Linked DNA regions of Mus musculus: region 1 is linked to region 2. Evidence: chromatin contacts called from public HiChIP or PLAC-seq data. All regions are on one chromosome and are shown on one strand. Each heading gives the region's core, a stretch centred on a gene start, on an enhancer-like site or on the middle of the called end of the contact. The rest is flanking DNA. Distances are from core to core; before and after follow the strand shown. Region 1 overlaps Dok5 (docking protein 5). Region 2 has its middle 22 kb from the start of Gm16796.

Region 1 (4,070 bases), core at 403-2,902, 300 kb before region 2:
TGAGAGTGTGAACACTGCCTTACTTACTGCCTAAGGTACGTTCATGTCTGAAAAACTGTGTAACGCCATGAAGAAGCTAAGCACGTATCCAGCTCAAGCTGTTGTTGTTTCTGAGTCTTGTCCAGGAGGCGCAATTAATGCCCTAGAACAAGGAAATATATTCCAGTCCAAGTTCATAGTTAGCCCAGTGCCACAGCTATATGTTAGGGCCCAATAATGGCAAATATTGCTTATATTAAATGTCATAAATGTGGGTTTATGAGAAGAGGGGAGAGAGAATTTGGTGTCAATCAGGTAAGCTTGAGAAGATAATGTCAGGGACGCTGATTATGGGATTTTAATCATTATGTTGTACCTATCCAATAAAGTACAAAAGGTGAGATCCTGGACACTTTTCCGTGATGTGTTTCATGAAGACATCTTATGCCACCACAAACTCCACTCTCAGCTCCTTTGCACGTAAGCCATAAAACCTTGATACCACTTCCTTGCACCAAGTTCTATTAGATTTTGTGATTTTTACACATCTCTCCCCATTCCACAAACACAGAGTATATGAATTTGTATTATTAAGAGGAAGAAGTAGTCTTAATTGACTCTTTAAGGGGAAGAAGTCACCTACTCTTTGCCCTGTCCCTTGAGGGCAAGAAGGCTCGGAAGAGGTGCTCCAGGGGCCTTGATCAGCTTGGTTTTGTTTTGACTAAAACTCATGGTAGAAAATGTGGTTTCAGTTATTACCGAATCCATGCATGTATTGATCTATGGATTGATCGATCATAGATTAGGCTCCATGATAAAGCTTCCTTCCTTCTTGGTCTTCGTCCTCGATGCTCATGTGACAGTAAAGAATACAATGCTCACAGGACAATGCTCTCTCTACATCATCACTCATCAACTGGCAAGAGCAACTTTGAAGAAAAAAGTGAAGCCCGGTGTGGTGGCGCACGCCTTTAATCCTAGCACTCAGGAGGCAGAGGCAGGCGGATTTCTGAGTTCGAGGCCAGCCTGGTCTACAAAGTGAGTTCCAGGACAGCCAGGGCTATACAGAGAAACCTTGTCTCGAAAAACCAAAAAAAAAAAAAAAAAGTGACCCTTTTGGACAATGCCTGAATGTTTGCTTGTTTATCTTGAGATAGGATGTCATCAGCGCATCCTATCCTCCAAGTCAATATGCATTCAACCATGAGAGCGCAAACTGCTGATCTCTCTCCCGCCTCTACCTCCGGAGTGCTGGTTTACAGGAGTGAGTCACGGTGCTCAATTTCAGCAAGTGGTACAGTGCAAACCCAAGGCTTTGTGCATGGGAGGTAAGCCTTCTACCAACAGAGCTATATCCCCAGCCTCATCCAATGTCTCCTTTTAAAAACATAGTGCAGATCCTTTCTTTAGTAGTAGCATTTAAATCTTTCAGATGCTGGGGTCAAAAACAAAGGACCAAAGCATAGCAAAATGGCTACGGCATCAAAACTTCACTCTTGGCTCGCTTTCACATCTCTCAGTAGAGCAGACACGCGGCGCGGCCTCTGGTTTGAATGTCGGAGTTTTCTTGTCTGTTTAGTAAATGATGTGTGACCTTTAGTTGTACTGTGCGGCCCACACAGTGGGGAACTGACAAAACCTCTGCTTCTCACACAATTCCCTTCCGGCCTCTTCTAATCTTGGTGCCCAGGCCCTCCCATCCTGCTTGCTTTGTCTGACTGATTGGCCTAGAGCTCTTTCATCAGCACCCTCTCAACACATTAAAATGTAGCTCTAGGCTTTGACAAAACAGCACAGTGGGGGGAGGGCCCAAGGCAATACAAGAAAAACACATCAGTCAGACTAATGGCCTTGCATAACCCAGCAGGGCAGGCAGGGCTGGTCAGCTCTCTTCAGAAAACACAGGCGAAAAACTTCCTCAGGGGTTCATGCATGCAGGAGCAGGAAAAGAGACAGAAGCAGGAGTGTTGGCATCATGTTACTCCCTTCCTCCCTTCCCTCCAGCCATTGGTTTTAGCTCGGATGCTCCTGGAAGGACATCTCTTCACATCTTCATCTCAGAGGGAAGGTAAGGACCACATCCCAGAACAATGTCACACGGATGCCAATCTGACTGATGATGTTGGAGATGGCACCTGTCTTGGGGGAGGAGCCTGGACGCACATTTGGGCTCGGAAGTGAAGCCAGTCTTGAGGTTCAGAGCATTTTAACACAGAGTGAGGAAAACTGGGACACCATCATTTCCAAATCCTGGTGGAAGAAGAGGATTTCGTTTCTCCTGAGCAGGTCTGTGTGCAAGACCCAGCATCCTATTTGAACTCCTCTGTTCAACATAGTGAAAAGGAAGGTACCCTGCCCACTTCCCTTCCCCTTCCTTGATAATAAGAAATGAACCGCCCATGAAAGAGTGAGACATTCGAGAGTGTTCAGTGGCTTGCATCGAGAGTACCAGTCGTGAGTGTCCAGGAGACGTCAACGCGGCTTTTGTTTTATTTATAGGCCCTTCAGTTAGAAGAGAGTCCAACTTCTCCGCAGTGTGAGCTCACCAGCGAGCGTGCATTTGGTGTGAGCTATGTGAAAAGCTATCACTTATTCTCCGAGTCTGTTCAGATGGTCTCACACCCCAAGCAAAAAAACAAAACAAAAACACAAAACAACAACAACAACAACAACAACAACAACAACAACAACAACAACAACAAAAAAACAAACCTTTTCATAAGTTTAGGGGAAGCATCTGTGCCGGGAACCTTTCTTGGCTTACCTAAAATTTCTTTTTAAATGATGTCAAAGGCCCGAGAGAGACTCTCTCTCCGGTCAGTAAAGAAAGGCATTCATGTGTGGAAATTATTTAGCACGTTCTGCCAAATGTCTCCTGAGCCTCTCTCACTCCTGCAGAGGCGAAGAAACCCGGGGTATTAATTTAAATCATTCGGAGGCGAGGTAGAGCCTGCCACCGAAGCATGTGAAGCCAGCAGCCCGCTCCAAACATAAAAGGGAAAGCTCACTGGACACCTGCCACCCTTCTGCGAACAATGGCACTTCTGGAAAGGATCCATAGGGACGTAGCTGCCCCAAGAGCACTCTGCCATTGGATCTTCCCATGGAAAGCTGTGGCCTCTGGCAGGTTGATGTGTGTAAGTGAGATGTCAGAGCCAGAGCAGCGGAAGCAGCAGGCTAAAGACAAACACCTCAGACAAAAGAAGCAACAAAGCTTTAGGCCTCTAGAATACCTGAATTGTTACTGTTATTGTCAGGAGGAAATCTTTGTGCAGTCGCAGGTTATTACAATTTTTATGCTTCATCTTCAAATTTCTTCATGGGGAAAAAAATGGCAATAGGGTTGAATGTACTTGTCCTGGGAGGTGAAGGGAGACATAGGTAGAAGGTCCCAGAGGCTTGGCCCCAACTGCACAGCTACCCAGGAAAGGTGTGCCCAGGCTCCAAGAGAAAAGAGCAAATGGGGGTTCACCAACTAAACCCGAGCTAAGGGCATTAATACACTAGCCAAGGGATAGAGGAATATCAAATCAGGATGCTCTTCCTAAGTCTGTGACTCACTGATGGAGGCCTCCTTAAACATGTAAAGATGGCTTCATAAGTAAGGAATGAGATGCTGACAAGATTATAGATGATATGGGGGCAGCAGAGATGGCTAGAGGTGAAGAACACTTGTCTCTCTCTCAGAAGACTCGGGTTTGGCTCCGCCTACCCACATCAGGCAGCTCACAACCACCTGCTACTTCAGTCCTAGAGGTTCTGATGCCCTCGTCTGGCCTCCAAAGGCATCTACTACTACTACTACTACTACTACTACTACTACTACTACTACTACTACACCACACATGCACACACACACATGCATACACATACTATCATATACACACACACATACACATATGCCCACAGACACATACACACACATAGTACCATAGACACACACACATATGCATAGACATATCACTTATGCATACACACATGCATACTCATACACATATCACAGACATACATATACACATATACATACTTTCACAGACACAAACATGCACATCACATACACAAACAATTGCATCATATACACATTACATACA
Region 2 (4,296 bases), core at 600-3,099:
CTCTGCCTTTCTCTGTCTCTCCTCCCTCAACTCCTCTTTCTGTAACCCGAATAAACTCTATTCTATACTATGGCTGCTCCCTCAGGGGAAGGGATGCCTCAGCATGGGCTGCAGAGGCACCCCCTGCCCCCACACCTGACTACACCTCCACCACACCCTTTTCCCTGTATCTTTCTATAAAACACAACACATACCACATGTTGAAACTCTACAGTGGGAGAAAGAGAGGGAGTTCAAGGAAGGGGGGGGGGACTTGGTGGCAGGAGAGAGCACAAGAGGGGAGGGAGCTAGTGATGACTTCAGACAGGGAGGCAGGGGCATACCATCTGGAATGGGCTAGCAAGCCCCTCCTTACTGAACCAGGCAGTAATATTTAGACTCTCTAAGTCCTTTGGCCTTCATCAAAATTACTCAATACTGCCATCACAGAGGGAAGCATTGCCATAGGTAATATGTAAATGAGTGGGCATAGTTATACTGCAATAAAACCTCATTTATGGGAGCAGGTGAGATTTGGCTCAGTCTCCTGCCCTGTGATCTAGGGTTTTATAAGACCTGGTAATTAGCATGGATTTAATTAGAAGCACAGTTAGAAGCCACTTGAGAATTTTGAGCAGGAGAACAATATAATTTAATTTACTTTTTAATATGACCATGGCTGTTCTTCATGCACTGTAGAAAAGCAGGCTCAGAGGCCAGGAGACAAGCAGGACACACAGGAAGCTGTGATGGTTGATTCTGATTGACGACTTCATGGGACTTAGGATCATACCAGTGGTGGGTCTATTTGAGTTCCCAGAAATGTTTAACTGAGGAGGAAAGGTCTGCCCTCTGTGGGTGACACCATCCCATGGACTGGATCCCACAATTAATAAAGAAGGGAAAGTGAGTGGAGCGCCACAGTGCATCTTTCCCAACTAGAGACGCAATGTGAGCAGCTGTCTCCAGCTCCTGCCGCCATGATGGACTGGAACCTTAAGCCACGAAGCAGAATAAGCCCTTCGTTTTCAAGCCGCTTCTGTCAAACTTTGTCACAAGAACAGGAAAATAACTGGTACAAAAGTTAGGTATGTCCCAGGCAAGAGAAGGTGTAGCTTTGACAAGATGGCGGTGCATAGCATTGTGAAGAGCTGACGCGGCCAAGAACATACATAGCATTGGTTAAAGATCAAACGTGGGCTGTTGGAGAAAGAGTGACTGTCTTCTTGTCAAAGACATGCGTGCCAACTTCTGGGATGTCACCGAGAGACTGCCAGAGTTTGTTAGAAGAGAAACTTGGAGTGGCAACCCCCCCCCCCCCCCCCCCACACACACACACACACGTAGTTCCATTGCCAGGGAGGCTGAGACAGGCAGACCCCTGGTGCACACTGGCCCACCAGCCCAGCCTAGTCTGCAGGTTGTAGGTCGGTTGAGAGATCACGTAGGTTGAGAGATCATGTCTCACAACGCACCGTTAGTGTCATCAGAGAAGGAACGTTACCAACGCAGACACAGTGTACCTGGGTGCGCGCATGCGCAAATGTGATGTGTTTAGTGAGCTTGAGCCAATGACTTCCTGACGTACACAGCTAAATTATCTGAGGTTTTTTTGTTTTTGTTTTTTTTTTTAAACCCCTCTGTTTCTTGAGTATCATCCTGAGATTAAAGACTTTGGAGAGAAAGCAGAAGTTTCAGTGGCTCACTGTAGGAGTCCCATCTTTGCTGCTCTGTCTCAGGCTTTTCGCCCCGCCCCCGCCCCCCCCCCCCGCCGCCCGCCCCATTTTCCAGGGTGGTTTTCAGGGCACCATGTATAGTGATAGGAGGAAAGCCATGAACACCCAGCCCCACCCTATCCCCCTTCCTGGTTCCTGCTTAGTGGCCCCATTCTATAATGGTTTCTGAGCACTGTCTGCCTGTTACCTCCCCTCCCTCCCTCCCTTCCTTCCTTCCTTTCTTCTTTAATTCATTTTAGCTGGGAATGACTTTGCAATTCCTAACGTCTCTTTGACATTTTAAGCTCAGTTAAGGGTTTTCCTTAAACTTTAATGCATTTCATCGGAAGGATAAAATAAAGCAATCTTGCCAGCTTTTATGAATAATTAGTGACTCAGAAAAGAGCCTCGAGTTAGTGGGGAATTTGGTGAAGTGACAAAAATATGCTCAAGTCTATAGTTTGATGCTCTTTAAAGAATTCATCACAGACTAATAATAGGGTGTGTCAAAGGGACCCGTCAGGCTGACAGGAAAATTGTTTTTCGGGAAACAAAGTCGGTGTGGCATTTATAGCAGCCCCTCTGGAGGTTTGCAGAACAAGAAAAAGAGGAAATTTAATTCCATTATTTTCCTGTGCCCAATAAGTGATGAAGCCTAGAAGAAAGATCAGTGTGCTGGCACATGCACTTGTGCGCATGAGAACACACACACACACACACACACACACACACACACACACACACTCACACACATTCAGAAAGGGGGACACATTTTCTTTTACTCTCTAACATAGAGAGGAATGAGTCGCTTCTAACCACTCTTACCCTTTCCTTGAAAAGTCTGATTTTGAATAAAGTAAAAAAAATCGCACTAAATACCATAGTGGGAAATGGGGCCGGGGAGTAGGGTGGGGAAGGCTCTCGAAAACCGTTTATGTGACATGCTGTCGTGAGGATTTCAGACCTGGGTTGGGGATGGAGGGAGTCAGTGCCCCTACCCTCTCTTCCTCAGGCCCAGTTCTTCTCTGTGAAGCCGTTCCCCCTGGAGAAACGATGAGCTTGTGGGGCTTCCTAACAGACCATGAGTGAGCGTTTTCAGGCATGGGTGACCCCCAAAGAATCCACACTGAAAAGTCTACACCAAGTATAGATGATGGCTGCTAAAGCCAGCATGGAGGATGGCTTCTTCCCCATGTCTTTTTAGGTGGGTCCTCTCCCTCTGGTCACCCTCAGTCTGTCTTCCCTAGCCCCGCCTGAGACATAAACGCCATATGCAATTAGGGCAAAATTGGGAGGAACAGTTGTATATACTTGGGTCAGGGTCCAGTTACCTCCCACCCCCTTCCTCTCGGAGATAGTCCACAGGTCCAGCTGAGATGATGTTTCTCCAGCGGAGGCAGCAGATCTGATGGAGAGGGTGACCTTTTGGCTCCAAGGATGATTCTGTACAATGCATACTCATCCCTCTGACACCACCTCTCTCTGTCTAACTACACACATCAGTCTTGTCATGGGACAACTTGGCCTTCCCTCAGCCACTTGGTAGGTCCATGTCACTTCTCTTCCATTTACCCTGAAGATGTTTTCCACGTAAAAAAGCTGTAAAGCGGACCCTGCCCCTGCAAAGGCACGCCGGGGAGGTGGTTAAAGAAGTATGAGGACGGGAGTTCTGATCTCCAGAAAGCATCTAAGTGCCAAGCAGACAGGTGGCTGCCTGTCCAGTACAGGAGACAGACGCAGGAGATCTGGAAGTGAGCTAGACCGGACAAATCGGTGAGTTCTGGGTTCGAATGAGAGATTCTGCCTCAGTAGAAGGTGGACCAACCACGGTCCAGGAAAACACTCAATGTCAGCCTCTGGCCTCTGCAGGCACACACATGTGCAGTGCACTCATGTTCACCTATACACATTACAAACACACATATAGATATTTAAAAATAAATTAATTAAAAGTCACCTCTTCAGTAGGCAAATTCCCAGCTGCTACTTTGTCTATTCCTAAAAAAATAACCAGGAGTCTCCAAATATATAAAATCCTTTACAAATGAAGTAAATACCAAGCTTGTGGGTTTTGTTTTGTTTTGTTTTGTTTTGTTTTCTCAAATAGAGAGAAAAAAATTAGTTTTGTTATCTAGAAAGAGAAAAAAAAACAATTTAGTTTGGAAAATAATAGTACCTATGAATGAAAAAACGATTTTTTAAATCCCCAAAAATACTTGCCTGATAGGTTGGAGTCTCTCTGTCTGCTAAGAGTCCCCTTAGCAAAGGTACTGGACAGACTTACGGATGGTGTTTCCATCCTGTGCCCAGCGCTCCTTGGTGCGATCCCCCTGGGTCAGCCTCTTAGGGTTGAACTTAGTGGCTTGCTTTTAGTCAACCGCCCATGGTGGAGGTAATAGATGCCAAGGTTTTTTTTTTAGATTAGGTGACAGAAATCTGTGGCTTCCATATTTTTATACTCTCCCTTCTCCCTCTCCCCCCGCCCTGCCCCCGTCCCCTACCCTTCTTCCCCTTCCTTCTACTCCCCCTCCCTCTCTCTACTCTCTGTCATAGGACAGACCAATGCAGAGTGCCCTGTTAGCAAGCTCTAGGGTGAGTCTTC

The links. HiChIP or PLAC-seq counts read pairs in DNA pulled down with a chosen protein or histone mark.
Region 1: an H3K4me3 HiChIP or PLAC-seq map of embryonic basal ganglia shows a contact between it and region 2, with 3 times the contacts expected there. The contact joins two enhancer-like sites. A contact is called at or near these places in 2 of 484 Hi-C or Micro-C datasets (cortical neurons and embryonic stem cells) and 2 of 115 datasets of contacts at active chromatin or transcription factors (embryonic basal ganglia and embryonic stem cells).

Annotation. Positions count from the first base shown.
Region 1 is chr2:170,835,988-170,840,057 of GRCm38.p6, reverse strand. All of the region lies in intron 5 of Dok5 (docking protein 5), which reads right to left. Among named protein-coding and RNA genes, the nearest start is that of Gm35033, 62 kb to the right of the region's middle. RefSeq lists an enhancer at 617-4,029. Within about 2 kb of position 1,652, at least 59 of the 459 cell types and tissues checked have an H3K27ac peak or open chromatin away from gene starts, as enhancers often do. A contact at or near this core is called in embryonic basal ganglia, where this site is marked.
Region 2 is chr2:170,532,169-170,536,464 of GRCm38.p6, reverse strand. No RefSeq gene overlaps it. Among named protein-coding and RNA genes, the nearest start is that of Gm16796, 22 kb to the right of the region's middle. Within about 2 kb of position 1,849, at least 12 of the 459 cell types and tissues checked have an H3K27ac peak or open chromatin away from gene starts, as enhancers often do. A contact at or near this core is called in embryonic basal ganglia, where this site is marked.